Regions from separate parts of the Gossypium hirsutum genome. Here regions 1 and 2 are each linked to region 3. Evidence: chromatin contacts called from public Hi-C data. All regions are on one chromosome and are shown on one strand. Each heading gives the region's core, a stretch centred on a gene start, on an enhancer-like site or on the middle of the called end of the contact. The rest is flanking DNA. Distances are from core to core; before and after follow the strand shown.

Region 1 (5,119 bases), core at 402-2,901, 490 kb after region 3:
TTTTCATTACCATGCATGTCAATGAAAGGATATTATTTACCCATGTCTCAGGCTATGAATTCTACTATTGTGAATGATTCTACGTACAATAGAAGTCGTACACCCAACGCACCAACTTTCGATTCTTTATCTATTCAAACTCAGGCTTTTTCTTACATTAAAGTGTACAAGTCCCACATACATAGTCTGCCATCCACTCAAGATTTAGGTATGTCACACTATGAACGTCTCAAGTGAATAAATCCATAAACGAATTTAGGATCTATTCTGGTTGAGTCCAATTAGATGTACTGTCAGTCCAGTCAGTCACATATGTCTCTATCTTCTTGGAGTCATCCACTCTGATGCCTAAGACAAGGCATCTCTCCAATTGGACATGATAGACAACATATTAGTCTTTCAATCGATTTTCTCATTTCCAATTAGACTAAGGACATGTTTAGGTTCGTATACTAATATAAGTTATCTTTCTATACTATGATCTAACCACGTAATACCACTTAGTATTAGTTTAAGTAATAGACAACCAGTGAGCAACATTTGCTACTATTTTCCTTTGCATGCAAAAACCATTTGAGGACAATAATACAAAGTTTATTAATTGTAATAAATGAATTTTTTTATTAATCAATATATTAGGAAAAAATTACATGTTTTACAAATGAATATACTACACTTAGGGCACTAGATCCAACATATTTGTCACTTTACCTCAAAACAGAACAGAACCAATAATTAATTGATACCCTTATCTACCCTCTTTTTCTTGAATTTGCTAATGTAGAGAGATTAGAAAACTTACAAGCATGCAAGATTTCCAATTGCTATCCCTAGTCTCTTTCCTTCATGCAAGAACATTCCTCAATCTTTCTCTCTTCCATTGAAAATAAGATAAAAGAAACAAAACAGGAAAATAAAAGAATCATCCCTAGAGTAGAATGCTTCTCCTAACTATTAGTCCTTCCGACCCCTATCACCAAAACTAATTCACAGCCACATAGAAATACCTTAATCATCATGTCTCCCACTAATATATACGTAGTTATTATATTAGTGGGATTTGAAGTGAGATTTGAACTTAAATTTTTAATAGAATTGTATTTTTTTTCATTTTTGTGTAACTCTATTTTAGCTTTAAGAAGGAATTTGCTCAATGCATTGGTTCATATTTTGGTTCATAATCGATATACGGTGTGATAATAAATTTATATTATTTTATTCAGACTTAGAATTGTATTAAAAATTTGGAAGTTTACTTGATTACTTTATTTTCATCTAGATTTTGTACAATAAAAAAATAGATCACTATATGAACTAACTTATGTAAGCTTTTTTACTAATCGTGCTAGATCAAACTTTTATTCTCGGTTGAGAATTTTTTCTACTTCATTTAAAAATGAAATTTAATTTTTGTTAATGACGAATCAAATTTGGAAGAGGAGATGACGATTCATAGGGCGAAGAACATATCGAGAGTCGTAAGGGAAGGTGTTCTATTCTTAAGATAAAGAGTAAGAGGAAAAACATAAGACCTTTCCAAGGCTAAGGACTAGTATTTATAGGTGAGAGTGGCCCTCTCTTAGTCTTGGATTTTGACACATGTCTCATCTTGGTCAGACACTTGGGGAGCATAATAACCCTTTAGATAAGCGGCGATAGGATGGAGACGATTAGGCAAAGTCCCATGTGTGAGTCATGCAAGAAACCTCTCAACACCTGTCATTATGAGGTAGATCATAAGAGTTTTACATGTTATGCATGTATATGTTCACGAAACCCGACCTTGGCAAATTGTTGCTCTTGACAAGGCTGACAAAGTTGTGCCACAATGAGATAAGGGGGCGAAGCTTACATTACCAAAGTATTTTATAACAATTACCCCCAAGTTAAGGGAAGATGATATAAAGCAACCTTCCTTGAGAGGATCATCATTTTTTGTTTATAATGATGAATGCGCGTGGAATGTATGTTTGGTGAAGAGTAGCATGTGTTGTGCAAATGAGACTTTTGGACAGTGTCTTTCTTGAATTTTGAAAGGTCGTCATTTAAGTTTCCGCCAGCTAATATGACGGACACATGTCCAACCATTATTGATTAGTGGTTTTGGCAGGTCATAATTTATGGAACTCATGTTGTCTCCTTATGTGGATTCCATGATTTGAAAAAATATTCTATATATCAAACTTTAATTGGTTGATTTAATAATTCACTAATATTGTTAACATCAGGTAATATAATAAAACACATATTGATAATTTAGATACTACATTAGACTTTTTCAATGTACAAGTATTATTAACAAATATGATTTATTTTTTATTTTTTATTTTTTATTTTTTATTTTTCATTTTTGCCATCAAAATTTAAGAAAAGACAATGTGAGTTCTTCAATTCTCTTTAATGTTTGTGCACAAACAATATTCTTTTATATGGTTTGAAAGCCTAAAGAGTCCATATAGTAATTAATGATTTAGCCTGACTTTTCTTTTTCTTTAGCGGCAAGTAATTTTCTTTTACGCTTATAGGCTAGATGTGCACATCAGGACATGGATCGAGTCGTATTTAGTCGAGAGTCAAATCTAATTAAATTGTTATTTGAAAATCTTTTATGTTTCAACAATTATTCATAAAATATTAAATTATATTTTTATATTAGTATTTGAAAATTTATTTCATGTACCGTTTAAACTCCATAAATAAGTTGAAAATTTAATAAATATATTATAGGATATAATAAAAATAAAAAAATTAATTATATAAATAAATATAACACTTGTCACTTGTAAAATTAAAAAAAAATATTCATAATGTATCAAATAATTATCCTTCATATTAATATACTTTGTAATTAAATTTAAATTAAAACAATTTTTGTTGCTAAGTGGTAATTTCGATCCTTTCAAACCAGCCGAATTATGAATAACTTTATCTAAGGCGGGCCTCAATCCAAAAAAGTAGGGCCTATTAGATGGAATAAGTAGTCCAAACCTTAGACAATTTAAATATTGAGATATAATATAAATTATTTGGCTTTTAAATCTCATTACTTTAAATGTAGGGCCTATTTTTTTTTTGTTAAGTCGAAATTTATTAGAAATGAAACGTTTAAAATCGGGATACAAAATTAGCGAATATCAATTGATTGAGTTTTAGTTTAATTAGTATCGACATCATCATCAATAAAAAAAATGTAAGTTCGAGTAAAACGTATTTATCCTCTTATTTAAATATTGAAAAAAGAATATAAGTAGTTCTAGATATTATATAAAAAATAGAGAATATCAAATTCTCAAAGAACACCAAAATATAATCAGAATTAATTAAAAAACAAAATATATTCATAACTTTGATTAATTCTATTAGCAAATATATTCATAACAAATAGTCAAATTTAAAATTTATTGATGGATTAATACATATCATTAAAACGAAAACCTAGCTATTGCTAACTATGGTTTTATGAACTTTCAAAATAAATCAATTAAACCACACTTCTCTTAAACATTCATTTCATTTTATCAAGATATGATTTAATAATAACTATACCTTTTACCCTACTTTAATAATTAATACTACTACAACACCAAACTCAACAAAACCCCTAATATTTTAATCTATAATAGCCAAGTAAAATATATAACATAATTACCAAATAAAGATAATTTGTTCAAAGTGGACAAAACTAATTGTGTTAGCATTAGCTTTATAATTGGGTAACTAGCAATATAATTGCCATTACTTTCAATAAAACCTAATCCATAATGGCGTTGGTGAACAAATTTTAGAATAAAAAACCAATTTAAAGTCAAATCAAGCCGTCGTGTGGTTTAATATGCGCCACATCCGCTTTGTTGCTTTATCATTATGATGATCTCAACCACTATATTTCGACAATTTAGAGTTGACAATTAGCGCAAAGTCAATAATTTGTTTTTTTTTTAAGTCAATGTCATCTAATTGAATAATTTTATTATTAAAGACAAATTTATAAACTAGTGGACTGGAAATGGTTTGCCGTTTAGCAAAGAAAAGCTACTTCAATGGAAATTGGATATGGATATATATATATTTGATTATTTTATTGTAATATGTTAGTTTCGATTGATTAGTGTTTGGTTGGCTAGAAATAGTATTTAGTTGGCTAGAAATGGACTTTTTGGATTGATATTTGCATACAGCTATTCAAATTACAAGTAAAGTTAGGACCTCCATATTTGAGCTCCCACTAAAATTTAAACCAGGAAAATGTAATTAATTTAGCATGCTTTTATAATTTTATGTATAATTGATGTTTTAATTTGTGAATTATCAATTTAACAATAAAATTATAATTTTTTCACGTAAAATTTCGAATCATTTTTCTAAGAAAATAAATATACGCATGGATTTGATTTTGTATTATATGGATAAATATATAATCATTTAATGCATATATATAAACCGAATAGTTTTGCCAATAAATTTGTTTAATGGTAAATAGGAGTTTTAATGTCGCACATTCAAATCATGGATTTATTTGAAAATAAATTGTCTAAAATTATTTAGTTTTGTCATTTTGAATTCAGTTAGTGCTTGTATTTTTGTTTTGGGTGGAGAGACTAAAAATCATAAGATAAAACTAAAGTCAACCTAAAGAGAGCCTCACAAAACGCACGGGGCCCATCTTATAAGAATAAAGAGAGAAACTATTAGTTTTTGTATTTCATATAAATTTGAAATTTAACTTTTTATTATTATGAATTTGGTTTTTTTACTTTCATATTTTATTAAGATTTTTTTTAAATTTGTTTATATGACATTTTGAAATAAAAAAAATACTCACTTGTAGCGGTGTAATTAAAATAATGATGTTATGAACTCAAATTTTAAAAAAAAATTAACAATGTTAATAATTAGATTTGAACTTTAAAATTTAAAAGGTAAGACTAAATTCTTTAAAAAATACAAAGAATAAATTTCAAATTTATAAAATAAAAATATAAAGACTTATAACCTATTTTAAACTACAAATAAAATAAGATAAGCATATTATTCACACAACTTCAATTACAAAACTATAACTAGTTAGACTTTCTATTAACCCCACCCTTAGCAAGGCAATTAGCATTCCCATTTAACT
Region 2 (4,942 bases), core at 1,104-3,603, 330 kb after region 3:
AATTATGTGGTGCCTTGTCCATGATGTGTTATGTGACTGTTTATTGGTATCTATATGGTGGCTTGTCCACAAATAGTGTGTTATCGGATGGATGAGTTTTGGGGAACTCGATATTGGAGTGTTGCGAAGATGGGTAGGAAATCTTCTGAAATGTGCATTATTACAGAAGCATAACTTGTTATGTTCATTAAATCTGATGATATGTGAATTTTGTGAAAGTTATATTTATGATGATTAGGATGTGTTATGCTACGTGTTGAAATATATGTTTGTGACGATCTCACACTGAGCTTTTTAAAGCTCACCCATGTTATGTGTGTATCTCAAGTAATCCTCGTAATTTGGCTCAGATTTAGATCTTTAGGGGGGCTCTTGAATTAATGATCTCTTGGTCATGGGTACTTTTTTTAATAATGTGGGGCTTTTACTAACTATATGAGTTCATTTTGGATTTCTATTATGGACTTTAATTTGGGTTTGTCTTAATAACTTTTTGGACTTTATTTTTAAATTCTGAAGTATGGCATGGATTTCTATTTTGATATTTTGGGATAATATTCAATGAATTATTTTTATATGTTTTTTAAACGAATAATAAGCATTTTAATAATTATTAGCCACTACAAATTTGTGATTTAAAAATTAAGTTACAGTATGAATATTTTTAATTAAAAAGGAACAAATAAATTTTTATTGAAAGGAACACGATGTTTTAAAAATGACATATTTCCAAGACAAGTGAGTTTTTCTTATAAAAACGTTTTGGCCATCTCTATGGCCCATGTAATTACTCAGATTGGGTTGTAGCGTCTAGGCCCGATCTGAGGGGTTAAACAGCTCGACCCGAAGGTCCACCTAAAAAGTGGAAGGGTTTGGGTAAAAATTTAGGCCCAAAAAATGGGCTTGGGTAAAAAAATAAGGCCCATTTAGAAAACTAGCCTCAGGTAAGGTTTTTCTGGCCTAACCCGAATATGCAAAAAAATTTGCTATTTTTTTTACTATTTTTATTGTTTTGTTGTTATTTTATTTTATTTTTCACTATTTTGCTACAATTTCACTATTATGTTACTGCTATTTTGTTATTAGTGTTTAAATATTGTATAACTCTTATTTTATTATTAATTTCGTTACTATTTTAGAGGCATTTGCTTGTCAAGTTGCACTTATCTTAGTGTTATTTAAGCATATTTATTTTTTAATTTATTTTCAATTTGTTGGGAAATATTTATTTTAATATTTTTAGTATTTTTGATGTATTATATATATTTTTTAAAAGTATATAAAAAATTAATACGGGCGGGCCGAGTCGGACTCAAGTTTTAGTATTTTTATCCGGGCTGGACTTAGGCAAAATTTTAGGCTCATTTTTCAAGTTGGGCCTGAGCCTAACCTAGTCCGACCATGGACACCTCTACTTGTGGCTATTCTGTTCTTTTGTTGTTCTTTTGTCTTTGAGTTGCTTTTGATTTATTTTCGGTGCTATGGAGAATTTTTATTGTGAATTGTCACTTTTGGAGAGCTAAGCTGACTTAGACAGATTTGAAATTAAAAAATTATCTAAAGTCACACGAATTGCGAGACTAAAATTCTATCCTTGCCACACTAATCAATCTATAAATTTTAAAAATTTCCTATTGTTTTTTAGTGCAAATGTTTGGGATCAGGTTTGCTCAAAGGTTCTTCGTATTTTAAATGTGCGGGCACTTATGAATCCGAAGTATTAAGTCTACCAATTATGGTTTGGGAGAAATAAGTAGTGTTTCCAGGGCCTTTGCAATAGAATCAAACGGAGAAAATCAAGGGTTGGTGTACTCGTTACTTATCTCAAGGGGATGTGAGGTTTTAATTAAATCTATGTTACTTGAGACTGCATTTTCATTATGTGATAAAAATGACTTTAATTATAAACTTTTATTGGTGGCAGGGCCCTAACAAGCGTGGCATCCACTGGGTACAATGGCAACAATTGTGTGCCAAGCCCAGTGGAGGACAAGGTTTTTGTGGTCTGACCAAGTTCAATATATCCAGTTTTAAGGTTAAATATTTTTCTAATTGTGATTTTTTACGGAATAATCTGCCTTTATCCTGCCATTCCTTTCGGAGTGCAAAAGGATTATTGGAAAATGGTATTCGTTGGGTCTTTTTTAGTTTTGTTACCGTTGCTTGTTACTTGCAATCAGGAAGTCTTACTTGATTCATGCTCTTTTTTAAACTATAACACTGAAAAATGACATGCATCAAGTAAATCTAACATAGGTTGCTATTCTTTTATTCAAGAAAAGAAAAATATGTATGGTTCATAATACAGTTACAAACAAATCAGAGTTCAAGCTTCAGCATATTGTTCTTTCAAGTTTCACGTATTGTTCTTTCCAACCTAGGCTATCAACCTGGGTTTCAACAACTGCATTAACCTTAACCCTTAATTTAATCTGGCAAAAGAATCAAATATATTAAAAAATTCTATCTAATTGTGGGAACCACTTGTTTGTTCCTCCTATTTTTGGGTCTCAATTAGAACCCCACAAGCTGTGTGTACTGAGAATATGCTTCTGACTGCATTGCGATCGGGGCCCTTAAAATATAAGGCGGAAGATCAAATGCATCAATAAATTCCCCGGCAATATTTCGAACTTGGAAACTCAAGTACTGTGTGAGCTTGTTGATTGCCTGAGTGGAGGAAAAAAATGTAATGAAACCTCACAAAAATTGTATCTATAGCAAGTCTAATAACTCGAATATACACAAATATTAGGACGTGTTATAACCGTGCATGAGATGTTTATAGTCATTCCTGTTCTCCAGGGATGGTAACAATATAAAAAGAACCCCTTTTATATCTTATAAAGACTAAACTGTTCTGAATAACACTATACCTTAGCTTTGTTTGGTGCAACATAATCAACATTACGGTATGTTCCTATGTCTTTCCAGATCCGATCCAGGGCATACAGATCGCATAAAAGTTTTAGAGCAGCTTGACTGCTTGCATCAGGACAGCTAAAAATTACATTCAAAACAATTAAGAAACTCAAATTTATATATGTGGCAAGTAGAAAGAAAAGGAATGAATTTGGTGGCTGAGTTTAGGAAGTACTTCTGAACAGCTTCAATAAACTTTGCGAGGATGACAGATTCAATATGAGACTCTGCAAGTGTGAGAAGGTGATTCAGACACCTATTCCAAGCACCAAAGCTGCCAAGAGTTTTGGTGTGCTTTTGAAGTCGTGCTGCTACACTTTGAAGAAGTCTTGACGTTCGGTACTGCATACCAAAATTGTAAAAGATTGTGTTACTTGCAGTTTAAACTGACAAAACACTGAATTACAATAATGAAGAAAACACTCACCCGGAAAGCATCCAACTGAAATTTAGGGTCTCGCAAGTGATCTTCACTTTCCCAACGGGCAGTTACAGGATTTGGCTGAGACAAGTATGTGTTCATAGATTCTCTCAAGTAGTTCCATGTGACAGAAAGAGCACCACCTTGGAACTTGTCCTTGTATTGCTTCAATAAATCTGCAGCTACCTACATCCCAGTAAAAGGTTCTTATGAAGTTTATCAACGTTAAGACCAGACTACAATACATATTAGGTTCCGATGAAGGAAAACAATCCAAAGGCCCTTGCATACAGAACTGATACTAATGACTGATGAGAAGATTGGTGTCATCGGTAAAAGACAGTTGTTAACAAACTAAATCCCCCCCCCCCCTGAACCACATTTCCAGTCCCCGAAGAAAGAATAAAACACTTCAGAATAACAAAGTCAACAAATTTCCCTATTGCCTTGAATAAACATAACAAAAAAAATCTAATCAGACCCAAGGAGTCCATGTAAATGGATCAACAACAAGGTTCTATAACACATTTTAAAAAAATGCAGGTCATAGAGACAAAAGAGCTTCTATATGTCAGGAGAAGAAATGAAGAGGAATCAAAGAAAGGATAAGCGGTGACCATATTTGAAGAATCATGATGAATGGATGTAGAAGGCATGAAAAGATTGGCAATCTAACTTCTAAGTGGTTCATAACTGAATAGAGATTTGAAGAAAAGCTCAGTTAGGCAGTGTACCTAAAGGCTTGGAGTAAAGATGACATTAAACACAAAAGCCATCTAAAGGGGTCACTCCTGATCCTTTTATATACCGTATATCTAACATATTTCTAGACACTTAATTCTTTATACCAAAACTAACATTGTAAATTCTCATGCAAGGTTGTGATATAAAGGGGTTTGTCTTATACCTGTTGCAGAAGTACTGTATTGTCTCCTTCAAATGTCTGGAAAATGTCATGATCATTCCTCAAGGTACCAAACCGGTTGACAGCAGCATACCCATGACCTCCACAGGCTTCCCTGCAGGTACTCAATGACTTTGCTGTAAATGATGTCACATAGGACTTCAGGCCTGCAGAAAGAGCATGCACATCTCCAACCAGTTGTTCATCATGTGTCTTCTTCATCTCTGAATATTTCTCTACCAAATACTGAGTGGCAAAATGAAATGCATAAGTTGAAGCCAACATTGGCATGAGCTTGTGCTGCTGAGATTGATAATCAAGAATGCTGACTTCAGGCTGTTTTGGAGGACCAAACTGCTGACGTAGTAAGGAGTATCGTACTGCAATAGTGACAGCAATCTTGAGGATACCAACTGAAGAATGTGCAAGGCCAACCCTCCCACCTACAAGTTCACCAAGAGTAGCAGCAAAACGTTTGTTTATTGTAGGGAGACTACTTGTGTATTTTCCATCTCGGGTGACATCCCCAAATCGATTAAGAAGATTATCTCGGGGAATTCTAACTGAACGGAATCTCAGTGCTCCATTATCCACCCCATTCAGGCCAATTTTGTGGCCACAATCATTTATTTCAATTCCGGGAAGTGGCTGGTGAGTTTTAAGATCCCTTATTGGCACAATGAAGGCATGGACTC
Region 3 (4,391 bases), core at 1,509-4,008:
CTTGAGATATATCAAGTATTTAATTCATATGACATGTATTAAAGATCTAATCTTTACTTGCCACTTATTTTATTCAGTTACCAATTATTTCACTTTTTTTTCCATTTCAGGTACCTAGTTCTCTTAATGTACACTATTCACTTCATCAACTCAATTACGTCATGATGCATGTTTACGTCACTTAACTTCATTTATATCAGGAAGCCTTTGATAAACGATGGACAACCGAGAAGAATACATAAAATAAATACAATAAGCACAAGAGTGCTAATAAAATATCTCAAACATTAATTTCAATCCAAGAGCACATATGTAATCACATTTTCCATCAAGCTCCAATGATAAATATGCTGCCAACAATTCCATAAAATAAATATAATTATTTTTTATCCAATGACTCAAATTTAATACACATGTCTAAGGGCATTTTAATAATTTTACTAAAAATTATCTCACTTGTAAAATGGCCAATTGACCCCTAACAATTTATAATATTTATAATTGAGCCATTCCCACTTTTGGTATAATTATAACTTTAGTCCTTCAACTTTTCCACATTTTCAATTTAACCCTATTTTAAATATTTACAATTTAACTCATTCACTTTTCACTTCTTTATAATTTAGTTCATACCTCAATTTAATATCTCACAACGTACTATTTGTTTCAACTTTCTTTAATATCTATCAACCTTCTCTACTATCACCAATATATCATATTTCTTTTAACTGAAAAATTCCACTATACATATTCCCCATATACCTCTTTACTTATATAGCATAATGGTTTTAGGGGGAGATACAATCTCTTTCTAGCTCTTACCACTCTAACAATCATCTAATCATTTAACAAACAAATAATTAAAATAATAAGTTACTCTCTTTTTTCTGAAATATTAACGAGGTATCCAATTTATAAACAATTCTAAATTTTTGATAAACTAATTATCTATATAAAAGCTTTTAATTCTTGAAAGAATTTCATTTTAACATTTTGGGCTAAAATAAAATAATTTCAATATAATTTAATTTTCATTATTTAAAATTGGCAAGCATTCTTGACTGATCAAGTCTTAGTTACCTCTTTCCAACAAAAGTGGGGTTGCAAAGATGATAGGCTATGATTATGAAGTGGTTTATAGGAAGGGGTCTGGTAACGCTGCAGCAGATGCCTTGTCCAGGAATCAGTCTCTGAAAAATGGCCAATCCCTGCAGTTCACTGGTAGTATCATTAGTTCTCACCTACTTTCAAGGGTCCAAGATTCTTATTAAGATGATCCCAATGCTCAAAAACTGCGCTTAAAGGTTCAACAACAAGGAACTAAGCAGCCAAAGTACAATTGGGATGGCAGGTTCCTTAGAAGGAAAGGCAAAATTGTGGTAGGTGATGTGGCTAACCTCAGACATGAATTGTTTCAGCTTTTCCATGCAAGTGCTTTGGGAGGGCACTCAGGAATCCATGCTACTAAAAGAAGAATAGGCAGTTTATTGCATTGGAAGGGACTATCCAATGATATTAATAATTGGATAAGAGAGTGTTCCATTTGCCAAAAATGCAAGTAAAAAAATGTTGCACCTCCAGGCTTACTACCACCTCTTCCAATACCAGATAAGGCTTGGTCATCAATCTCTATGGATTTCATAGAGGGTCTTCCAAGTTCATTTGGTAAAAGTGTTATTCTGGTAGTGGTAGACCGATTGACTAAGTACGGTCATTTTATTGCTTTGTCTCATCCCTTTCCTGCTGTAACAGTAGCTCAATTATTCATGGAAAATGTCTATAAGCTATATGGTATACCAGATTCGATTGTATCTGATAGGGACAAGGTATTTATCACTACCTTCTAGTAGGACCTGTTTCAAAAGGTTGGTACAAGGCTTCATCTTTCCACTGCCTACCATCAAGAAATAGATGGACAAACTGAGGTGTTGAACAGGTGTCTTCAGAGTTACCTAAGGTGTATGTCTGTAAAAAGGCCACAAGATTGGGCGAAGTGGCTACCACTTGTTGAATGGTGGTATAACTCTACTTTTCATACTTCTATTCACACAACACCTTATGAGGCATTGTATGGACAGACCCCCTCCATATCACATGCCATATTTGGCTAGTGCATCCTTAGTGGCCACTGATGATAGAAGTTTGTAGCATCGAGAGGCTGCAAGGAAGTTACTCCAGTTTCATCTGAAGAGAGCACGAGATAGAATGAGACAGCAGGCAGATAGGCATAGGACTGACAGGCAATTTGAGGTGGGAGACCTGGTTTATTTGAAGCTCTAACCTTACAGACAACACTCTGTAAGGAGATTGGTGAATCAGAAGCTAGCTCCTAGATTCTTTGGTCCCTTCAAAGTGGAAGAAAAGATAGGGAAGGTAGCTTACAAGTTACAATTACCTTAAGGCCTCGAATTCATTCCATTTTCCATGTCTCTCAGCTTAAGAAACATGTGGGAGCTGCTTTTGTGCAAGCAGAGTTACCAGTGATTGATGACCACGGATATTGGGCCTAAGAGCCTATTAGAATCCTAGACAGGAGAATGGTGAAGCATGGTAATGCAACAGTCACAGAAGTACTAATTGGATGGGAAAATTCATTTCCAGAAGATGCCACTTGGGAACCTTTCCAGCAAATCAAGGATGCTTTCCCTCATATAGATCATTGAGGACAATGATCCTCTTCGAGGGGAGAGTATTGTTATGGACTAAATTCTGTGTTGGGCCTAACTATTGGATTATAGAAAGTTTGGGCTGAGTCGTAGCTTGGGAGAGTTAAGCAAAATGGGGCGTAGTAGGGGATTAATGAAGCGGAGCGTATGGTCATCATCCAGTTTGTTATTTTAACTACCATAGCTGTAATTCCTTTATTTTATTTTTATTTTATTTCCTATAAAACCGGTGTGATAGGTCGGTTATGAATGAAAACTGTTATTCACACTGTTTCTTCTCTCAAAATTCTTCTTTCCTCTCCAAATTCTGTTTCTTTTCTCCTCTCCGATTCTGATCATAACATGAAAAGTATTCAAAACTAATATATTATCATTAGTTACGCGTATGTATATATTCATTATGTGTGACAAACATGAATTAAGACTGATAAATTTCAAAAAAAGTATTAACAAATTCAAAATGATATATAAAAGGTATGTCTAGTCAAAATAGAAAATGGTATACTCGGGTGGATTTAGAGATTTTTTAGTGGGCTGGAATTGAATTGTGAACTTTTTAGAGGTTAAAATATATAATTTTATCATATATTAATTTATAATTTCATCATGTTTAGGGGACTATATAGAATGTTTTTATTTTTTAAGAGGCTAAAGTTTAATTTTACTATATATTAACTTATAAATTTATCATTATAAAGGGACTAAATTATAATTTTCCATTTTGGGGACAAGGCCCTACTTTCCCTTATATTCATACCTGGGCATGCGAGGCAAAAGAGTACTGGCTACTTTGAGCAAAAACCCACCAAGCCAAACGAAGCTTTCACCCAAAAGTCAAAGAAATTAAAGAAAAAAGTGATGTGAGAACTTAACAATGCATTGAGTTGCTGTTGGTGCCTATCCCACAGTGACACTGATCTGCCATAATTTGTTGTGGCAAATTAAGGTCTTTCTAACATTTAACGGGCTTGTTTTATAACATTTTTATGTGTTTTATTTTGTTTTCAATTTTTATTGCTTTGTGTTTAATTAATGCAAAATGAGCGTTTTTACTCAATTTTGAGTTATGTACGACCTAATGGGCCACTGTGGGTCTAGGGATGATCTAACGAATTTATCTAGTGCATAGGACACTATTTTCGGGCTTAGAAGCCAAGGGACGACAGCCATTCCACGACATCGGGAAGTCGTGTTGCAACACCAGATTTCAAAGCCAAAGTACCCAAATTTTGAAGGCAGTGTTGCGAGACCGGTCCTATGGTGTCGCGGCACTGACTGACAAATAGGAAAAATTAATTAGGTGTATTTTAGTCCTCACAATGTATCTTAATCATAATTTTGGGCTGTTTAGCAACCCTAATTAGGTTTGAGTATAAAATTTATAAATACGCATGTTAAGTCTCATTTTAGGAGCCTTGGCCAAGTGCGTCATTCTAATATTTTTTAGGTTTTTAGTTTAGTTTTATTTTCTTTTCAATTTAGTCATTTTTATACTTTGTTATTGTTTCAACTTGGACTTGGCTTCGATCCAAGGTCATAATATATTAGTTTTTCAGTATTTTGTTGTTGATTCCAATTGCAATCGAGGTGATCTTCGCAACTGTTAAAGGAGATTTCGCTTCTAAGCTTGATTGTAGTCGTAAACCAACTAAAAATTTGACAAAGACATAAACTTATTAATTAATAGTATAGTTATGGTGTGCACAAAGCACAAAGACTGAAAGT

What was found. A called contact is a pair of places that touch in the nucleus more often than the background predicts.
Region 1: a Hi-C map of leaf shows a contact between it and region 3, with 2.0 times the contacts expected there. The contact joins two enhancer-like sites. A contact is called at or near these places in 3 of 34 Hi-C or Micro-C datasets (anther and leaf).
Region 2: a contact with region 3 is called in a Hi-C map of hypocotyl, with 4 times the contacts expected there. The contact joins two enhancer-like sites. A contact is called at or near these places in 2 of 34 Hi-C or Micro-C datasets (hypocotyl and petal).

Annotation. Positions count from the first base shown.
Region 1 is chrD11:36,910,178-36,915,296 of Gossypium_hirsutum_v2.1, reverse strand. No RefSeq gene overlaps it. Among protein-coding and RNA genes, the nearest start is that of LOC121224054, 18 kb to the left of the region's middle. Within about 2 kb of position 1,651, at least 6 of the 9 cell types and tissues checked have an H3K27ac peak or open chromatin away from gene starts, as enhancers often do. A contact at or near this core is called in leaf, where this site is marked.
Region 2 is chrD11:37,068,367-37,073,308 of Gossypium_hirsutum_v2.1, reverse strand. It overlaps LOC107913657 (acyl-coenzyme A oxidase 2, peroxisomal), which reads right to left. Exons shown (of 7, transcript XM_016842309.2): 3 at 4,251-4,942; 4 at 3,350-3,529; 5 at 3,098-3,264; 6 at 2,877-3,000; 7 at 2,243-2,670. The coding sequence ends at 2,515. Among protein-coding and RNA genes, the nearest start is that of LOC107913657, 4.3 kb to the right of the region's middle. Within about 2 kb of position 2,353, at least 3 of the 9 cell types and tissues checked have an H3K27ac peak or open chromatin away from gene starts, as enhancers often do. A contact at or near this core is called in hypocotyl, where this site is marked.
Region 3 is chrD11:37,402,043-37,406,433 of Gossypium_hirsutum_v2.1, reverse strand. No RefSeq gene overlaps it. Among protein-coding and RNA genes, the nearest start is that of LOC121223970, 210 kb to the right of the region's middle. Within about 2 kb of position 2,758, at least 6 of the 9 cell types and tissues checked have an H3K27ac peak or open chromatin away from gene starts, as enhancers often do. A contact at or near this core is called in hypocotyl and leaf, where this site is marked.